Regions from separate parts of the Oncorhynchus mykiss genome. Here region 1 is linked to region 2. Evidence: chromatin contacts called from public Hi-C data. All regions are on one chromosome and are shown on one strand. The core of a region is the stretch at or near the end of the contact, and the rest is flanking DNA. Distances in the headings are between cores, read along the strand shown.

What was found. A called contact is a pair of places that touch in the nucleus more often than the background predicts.
Region 1: a contact with region 2 is called in a Hi-C map of liver, with 10 times the contacts expected there. A contact is called at or near these places in 2 of 3 Hi-C or Micro-C datasets (blood and liver).

What each region holds. Positions count from the first base shown.
Region 1 is chr17:57,028,580-57,033,075 of USDA_OmykA_1.1, reverse strand. It overlaps LOC110494181 (aminopeptidase B), which reads right to left and starts at 2,929. Exons shown (of 11, transcript XM_021569002.2): 1 at 2,414-2,929. The coding sequence starts at 2,797.
Region 2 is chr17:56,638,589-56,642,991 of USDA_OmykA_1.1, reverse strand. It overlaps LOC110494161 (dnaJ homolog subfamily C member 14), which reads left to right and starts at 2,404. Exons shown (of 8, transcript XM_021568956.2): 1 at 2,404-2,467; 2 at 3,312-4,403. The coding sequence starts at 3,583.

The DNA of each region.
Region 1 (4,496 bases), core at 1,680-4,179, 390 kb before region 2:
GCCAGTTTTATTTTTTTAAATCAGCACCACAGTTTTTAGCTGTGCTAATATCCTTGCAAAAGGGTTTTCTAATGATCAATTAGCCTTTTAAAATTATAAACTTGGGTTATCTAACACAACGTGCCATTGGAACACAGGAGTGATGGTTGCTGATAATAGGCCTCTGTACGCCCATGTAGATATTCCTTTAAAAATCCTCAGTTTCCAGCTACAATAGTCATTTACAACATTAACAATGTCTACACTGTATTTATGATCAATTATGTTATTTTCAATGGACAATGGCTTTTCTTTCAAAAACATGGACATTTCTAAGTGACCCCAAACTTTTGAACGGTAGTGTATGTTTATTTGTAATACATGGGGTATTGTGTGTAGATTGAGGGGGGGGGGGGGGGGGGGGGATGCCATAATCCATTTTAGAATAAGGTTGTAATTTAACAAAATGTGTTAAAAGTCAAGGGGTCTGAATAATTTCCAAATGGAGTGCATACTTCCAAGAAATGTGAAACTAAAAATTATGAAACGTTGCAGACTATGAATTGCCAACAGAGTTGATCTAATTTGAAAAGAAAAAAAGGTTTTACGGTTTTAAATATACTGAACAAAAAAAACGCAACAATTAACAATTTTACTGAGTTACAGTTCATAATTTAAAAAACGGCGTGGTAGAAAGGACCTTTCTCAACAACATTGAATTTAGCAGCTGCTAAGTCGACAGATCAGTTTCTGCTCACGCCAAAGTCAGTGTAAACCGCAGTGACTTGACACAATGCTGGCCAAACAAGATGTTTTTATTTTTATTTTATTTATTTTATTTTTACCTTTATTTAACTAGGCAAGTCAGTTAAGAACAAATTCTTATTTTCAATGACGGCCTAGGAACAGTGGGTTAACTGCCTGTTCAGGGGCAGAACGACAGATTTGTACCTTGTCAGCTCGGGGGTTTGAACTTGCAACCTTCCGGTTACTAGTCCAACGCTCTAACCACTAGGCTACCCTGCCGCCCCCGACCCATCAAGTTAGCCAGGTGTGTCTGGCGGTGCTCATGGCCATCTATTGTATTTCATGTGTGTCAGGTAAGCATCATCTAATAATTATAAAATATTTGTATCTGGACACTTTTTTTTATATTGCTACTGCGCAAGTAACCATTTTACTGTACAGTTTACACCTTCTGTATTCTGTGGATGTGACTTATAAAGTTAGATCATATTTGATATAGTGTGTGTTACCAAAGATGGTAATGTGAAGAACAACAGGACCTGCACCAAAATCAGATTAGGATACAGGCCAAGGACTAGATAGTGTATTGTTCCTTATTGTAGGCCACTACTTGTACCACTTTTAGTCTTAATCTTTGGTTGTTTACTAAACTACTCACTCGGTTTAACACATGGCCTCACATGTGAATCCTTAAAGAGACGTGTGAGGCTAAGAAGGTGTGATTGATGCTGAATGGATGTAGACAAAGAGCTTTCCAGTAGGTGTGCCAAAACATTCCAGGACCATTTTCTCAAAAGTGGGGTTACAAGTTTATGAACTTTTAAAGCAGAATTACTTTCCCATTGTTCTTCAACTGCAGTGTATGATATACCAGTCTCTACTTTTATCCAACATTTAAAAAAATAATAATAATAATAATTGAATTCACATTTTTCTACATAAGACCGAATCGAGGCGGTCGGTCACATAAGGAAATCAGTCAATTTATTTAAATTCATTAGGCCCTAATCTTTGGATTTCACATGACTGGGCAGGAGCAGCCATAGGCCTGGGAGGGCATAGGCCCACCCAATTGAGAGCCAGGCCCACCCACTGGGGAGCCAGGCCCAGCCAATAAGAAATTATTCTTCCCCACAAAAGGGCTTATTTACAGACAGAAATATTCCTGTTTCATCAGCTGTCTGGGTGACTGGTTTTAGATGATCCTGCAGGTGAAGAAACCTGGTAGACATTCCTGCAGTCAGCATGCCAATTGTACACTCCCTCAAAACTTTACACATCTGTGGCATTGTGTTGTGACAAATCTGCACATGTTAGAGTGGCCTTTTATTGTCCCCAGCCCTGTGTAATGATCATGCTGTTTAATCAGCTTCTTGATATGCCACACCTGTCAGGTGGATAGATAATCTTGGCAAAGGATAAATAAATGTACACTAACAGAGATGTAAACAAATTTGTGCACAAAATGAGAGAAATAAGCTTTTTTTGCGTATGTAAAAAAAATAAAGTGTATTTCAGCTCATTAAAAATGGGACCAACATTTTACATGTTGTGTTTATATTTTTCTTCTGTATAGGTTCAAATAGAAATACATTCTTAGTAACCAATCATCTGGAAGTAACAAGCTAGTGTTGTTGTTGCTAGGTAAACTAACTCTAGTTACGACGGCTGAATGACATTCACTTACCCCTGGTCCATCGGATGCAAGAAACTTGACCACCACTCGAAACTGTTCCTCAATTTTACATGGTGCTGGGAATTTTACAACCAGTGTGGTGCCATAACTGGTGAAATTGCGCGTCATGAATTCTACTTTCACTGAATCCGAATCATCTTCACTTCGGCAGTAGGACACCTCTTGCATTGAGAGGGAGGGATGAATGTCCAACAGTAGCTCGCTTTGAGAATCTTGGATGCATTTCAGCTGTAGCGTTTCAGTTCCTCTCAAAGTTCTCTTCTCAAAGTCCACGCTTAGATCCAAGTGGAAGTGTTTTATCTTGAATTGACGAAAGCTCGAAGACGTAGCCACGTCCTCTGCTAGATCGGAGTGCAGTTTGAGAGATTTATCCATATTTTAGTAGCCTACAGCAAGAATAACTGGGTAAACGTGAGTCTTCCTCCAACGATTGGCTGCACCGCTTCTTCTTTTTCCTCGGTGGGGTGTATATCGGCGATTGGCATCCAACAGCTGCACCTCTCCAGCATCAACACACAAAAAAGTACTTCTGGGTCACGGAAATCTTCAAAATAAAAGTCCCCGCATAATAGTAGAAAAGTGTCAATAACCTGTTTTATTCATGATATATGAAAAATAAATTACAATGATTCATATTTGTTTATTTTTAAGTAACATTTGGCTTTTAAAACATGTTCCATGGTCCAATAAATGCCACCAATGCGAATCACTGTATATGGAATACATTTTGGTTTATAGAGCAAACACTATTCTGGGTTCCGCAGTAGAAGTATTGTAGGTGAAAAACATGGGTTGTTAATGAATTCTAAGAATCCAATAAAAAGGGATGGAAAATGTAGGTGCTGGATTTTAGGCCGGTAGCAACCACCAGAGGGTGTCCGTTCAGAACACAAGGAAGCAGTAGTTCCAGTTCAAGGGTTTAATGAAGATCCACACACACAACACACTCTCTGTGATACTAATTGCGCTTATTTAACTGCATGCACAATAAAAAATCTGAAAGAAAATAACATTTTTCTAAGGAGGTAGAATAAGCAGTGGTGGAAAAGTACTCTGTCATACTTGAGTAAAAGTAAAGATACATTAAAAAAATGACAAAAGTATAAGTCACAGAGTAAAATACTACTTGAGTAAAAGTCTAAAAGTATTTGGTTTTGAATATACTTAAGTATCAAAAGTAAAAGTATAAATGATTTCAAATTCCTTATATTAAGCAAACGAGACGCCACTATTTTATTTGTAGTTTTATTGATGGATAGCCAGGGGCACACTCCAACACTCAGACATAATTTACAAACAAAGCATTTGTGTTTAGTGAGTACACCAGATCAGAGGCAGTAGGGATGACCAGGCATGTTCTCTTGATAAGTGCGTGAATTGGACCCTTTTCCTGTCAAAATGTAAGGAGTACCTTTGGATGTAAGGGAAAATGTATGGAGTATAATGTTTCTTTGGAAATGTAGTGAAGTAAAAGTAAAACTAGTATAAATAGTAAAGTATACATAGTAAAGTACTGATACCACAATAAAACTTAGTACTTTAACGTATTTTTACTTAAGTACTTTACACCACTGAGAATAAGCAGGAGACAAACACCGGTTGGTCAGCAGAACGAAAACTACAGACTGCCTGAGGCCCTGCCTTGTCCGGTATTACAGTAAGTCCCGGGGGAAAAGGCTGCTGATTGGCTAGTAAAATTATGATTGCCAAGACCTTATTTAAAAAAAATAAAAACATTTGGGGTCTTTAAAAGGAGATGAGCTGGCAGTTTTTACATTAGGGAATATTTAGTAGGGTCCGTATCTGGGTGCCGCAATAAAAGTATTGTAGGAAATACTTACGTCGGATATATAACATGTACATGTATGGTGTCATTTCATGGGGCTTTGAATAATACACAGTGTTGCTGGCTTTTTACTCCACCCATTCCATAGGTGGCCACAATTCGAAGCACTGTATATGTAATACATACTGGCTTATGCCAGTGGTCCTTAAGGACCCAAATGAGAAATCCTATGTTTTCCTGGGACCAAAGCTTATGAAAACATGCAACTAGACGTAAATATTTGTACAT
Region 2 (4,403 bases), core at 1,155-3,654:
GCGATTACAGCTGTAAGTCGCTTGGGGTATGTCTCTATCAGTTTTGCACATCGAGAGACTGAATTATTTTCACATTCCTCCTTGCAAAACAGCTCGAGCTCAGTGAGGTTGGAGGGAGAGCATTTGTGAACAGCAGTTTTCAGTTCTTTCCATAGATTCTCGATTGGATTCAGGTCTGGACTTTGACTTGGCCATTCTAACACCTGGATATGTTTATTTTTGAACCATTCCATTGTAGATTTTGCTTTATGTTTTGGATCATTGTCTTGTTGGAAGACAAATCTCCGTCCCAGTCTCAGGTCTTTTGCAGACTCCATCAGGTTTTCTTCCAGAATGGTCCTGTATTTGGCTCCATCCATCTTCCCATCAATTTTAACCATATTCCCTGTCCCTGCTGATGAAAAGCAGGCCCAAACCATGATGCTGCCACCACCATGTTTGACAGTGGGGATGGTGTGTTCAGCTGTGTTGCTTTTACGCCAAACATAACGTTTTGCATTGTTGCCAAAAAGTTCAATTTTGGTTTCATCTGACCAGAGCACCTTCTTCCACATGTCTCCCAGGTGGCTTGTGGCAAACTTTAAACGACACTTTTTATGGATATCTTTAAGAAATGGCTTTCTTCTTGCCACTCTTCCATAAAGGCCAGATTTGTGCAATATACGACTGATTGTTGTCCTATGGACAGAGTCTCCCACCTCAGCTGTAGATCTCTGCAGTTCATCCAGAGTGATCATGGGCCTCTTGGTTGCATCTCTGATCAGTCTTCTCCTTGTATGAGCTGAAAGTTTAGAGGGACGGCCAGGTCTTGGTAGATTTGCAGTGGTCTGATACTCCTTCCATTTCAATATTATCGCTTGCACAGTGCTCCTTGGGATGTTTAAAGCTTGGGAAATCTTTTTGTATCCAAATCCGGCTTTAAACTTTTTCACAACAGTATCTCGGACCTGCCTGGTGTGTTCCTTGTTCTTCATGATGCTCTCTGCGCTTTTAACGGACCTCTGAGACTATCACAGTGCAGGTGCATTTATACGGAGACTTGATTACACACAGGTGGATTGTATTTATCATCATTAGTCATTTAGGTCAACATTGGATCATTCAGAGATCCTCACTGAACTTCTGGAGAGAGTTTGCTGCACTGAAAGTAAAGGGGCTGAATAATTTTGCACGCCCAATTTTTCAGTTTTTGATTTGTTAAAAAAGTTTGAAATATCCAATAAATGTCGTTCCACTTCATGATTGTGTCCCACTTGTTGTTGATTCTTCACAAAAAAATACAGTTTTATATCTTTATGTTTGAAGCCTGAAATGTGGCAAAAGGTCGCAAAGTTCAAGGGGGCCGAATACTTTCGCAAAGCACTGTATGTTCAACTCATAGTCACTCATAGTAGCCACCATATTTAGGAGGATAGAAATATTACTGAACTGTAGCTAGCTAGGCAGTAGCCACTACTAGCCAACTAATTGTCGATTACCTATTATTTGATACATTTAGGTTAATTTACTCATATCAAGCAGCAGACAGTTTGCGGAAAGGTACAAATAACAATTTGTGGACTTGTTTAATGAATGATCGGACAGTGAAACTGAAATTTATTGATAGCTAGCTGGTGAAGCTTTCATTTATTCCCAATTAATTAAACTGAAGCTAGGTTTACCAAATCATATTTACTGCTCATGCAGGCTAGCAAGCAAACGGGCATCTGTGTGACGTCACATATCAAGAAGTCTCAACCTATCCTCCCGACGCAACTCATGAATATTAATCAAATCTGTCAAGTGATTGGTTGAGCCTTCTTGGGTGCGTGACATCACTCTCATTTCTCTCATCCTTATGATATTTTTGCACTTCTTAAAATATATGCTCATTAGGAGTCAATGCATATTATAGGGATCAGCTATGTTTATTTTACTGTAATACAATGTACAGAAATTTGTGTAAGGTGCAATGTGTATGTCCAATATGAAATTATCAGTGACGATGCTGGGGGTGTAAACTCTGTGGAGTTGCTCCTGAGTAGAATGGGACACAACGTACAGGGTTTGGTCAGTGTAGGCCGCCATTGTAAATAATAAATAATAATAATAATTTCTTAACTGACTTGCCTAGTTAAATAAAGATACAAAACAAATGTCAAACAAACCCAATATCTGTGGGGCTTCTCATGTCAAAATGATTTAGCTGAGTCTATCTTTAACAATATTGTCAATGTAACATTATTTGCTTTAAGGAACTATTTTCATTTTTATTGTTTTGTTCGATTGTTAAACTAAATTCCAAATAAAATGTTACGATTTGCGACTAGTGTATTATTTTTTACCATCGTCATTGGCTGACTTTTATTTTGAAGGGAAATGGCCGAGGTCACGACACGGTCTTATTCTTGCTAGGTCTTGCTTATTCTTTCTCGCGTCTCAGTAGTGGTTTATGTGAGGTGTCTGCTGCCCTCGGAAGTGAAATATAGTAAGACAAACAGCAAGGACAGCGATAGCCAAGAACAAAAATATATAATATCTGCATAAGCAGAACGAAAACACTCTCCTAATACAGGATAATAATAGTTTCATACACAATTCAATAACTACATTTTCTTTCTACGACTAGAATTTCTGTTTGCCATATTTGGTCAATTTGAGGAGCAGCTACAGGGCTCGGGTTAGCCACTTCGAAAGGAAGACTACATTTTATCATCTTCCCTTCCTTTACGGAAGAGAAAAGTGAGTTGCACTGGCTGTCATCTTTCCCAATGTTATTTCTGTCAGTGTAAGCATTAAAATAGCTCAAATAATATTATTAATAATCCGCCGTTAAGATTATTTAAATTGCATTAGCTACAGTTGCTAGTTAGCTAAACACGAGCAACTAATAATGTTAGCTAGCTGTTAGTCTTGAGACAGTTGGTAATTTTGTTGGCGACATAGCTAATTTGCTAGAACCGAAGAGTGCCCACAGTATTCTCTGATATATTCCATCCCAGTCAGTTATGGGTTTAGAAATTAATTATATTTCTAGCTAGTGCAACTACTGACAACCAGAGAGCTTTAGAGTTTGGTTTATATTTTCAAAATGTCGGCGATGTGAAGCAGCTCGTTGAGTGCTGCGGTCATGAAGCGTGCTATGGAGAATATTGATCAAGGCACACTACAGTAGAAAACACAATTGATAATAACAATGATACATGCAGATACTCCATATCCTATTTAATGTCATTTCTTTGTGAGCTTTGCCTTTAGATTATACCCTTTGTTCTAGTGCAAATAAAGTGAAAGTGTTAAGGCTAATGTTTAAACTTGCTTTCTTTTCACAGGCAATAACCAGATACAAGATGAGGCCAGTCGTGCCCAAGGATTGTAATGATTGACCCTTGATCCAATGCCTTCAAAGTTTCTGCATTGGACAGGCTACCGTGGACAATGGCGCCTGCCATTCCAGTATTATTCAGCCGTCCTTATCTGACTCTTCAGCCCTGCTGAAGTGTAGTGTCAGAGAAGGTGCGGTCAGTGAGAATGGGTCAAGGTCCCTACCTGCCGTGAGAGTGGAGACTTTTTTTTTGGCACTTTAATCAAGAGACAGGGCTGATGATGGAGAAAGGGGTGGCTGAGAGCGAGATGGAGGAAGAGACATGGACTGTAGAGGCAGCTGAGGAGAGCCCTGAAGAGCTGCCCTCAGGTGTTCCTACCCTCTCGTCTTCCACCTCCATGCCTGACCAGTGGGAAGTCAGAGGAGATGAGGAAACTCATCAACCAGTTCCCAAAGAGGATCTCAAAGCTACCCCTCAGGATATCCCGACTCCAATCAACCAGGACTCAGAAGAAGCAGAGTATTGTGGGATTTCAGAGGCCAAAGAGGATGAAGTCTCTCTGAAACAGGAAGGGGCGGAGCATGTGGTCAGAGAAGCAAATGAGGAGACTGAGGGTGGAGATGAAGACGAGAATGGAGGAGGCCGAAACGAAGTCGGGAGGGAGCCTGGCATGAACGGGGAGTCTGGATGGAAGAGCTCAGGGGCCGGAGGGAGGAAAAGCCGTTTCCGGAACAGCGGAGGAGGAGTGGTGGCAGCCTCCGAGCAGAATACCCAGGCTACATCATCATCCTACCTCCCGAAAGGGTCCCTGTCATCGGGTGGTGGGAGGCACAAGCAGGCCCGGAGGCGCCACCACCACCACCAGGGCCGGGGCCGGCGTCAGACAGGCACCCAGCTTACCTTGGCCTTCAGGGAGCTGCTGTCAGAGTCGCTCAGCCCCTGGTGCATCTCCTGTATTCACATGGTAGTGGAGCTCATTGTCTCTGTGACCCACCGCTGCGGGGTGGCTGTGGAAGCCGCAGGGGTAGCCCTGTATGACCTCGGCTCACAGCTGCTCAACAAGGTCACAGACGTGCCGGGAATGAAGGCGGACGCCCG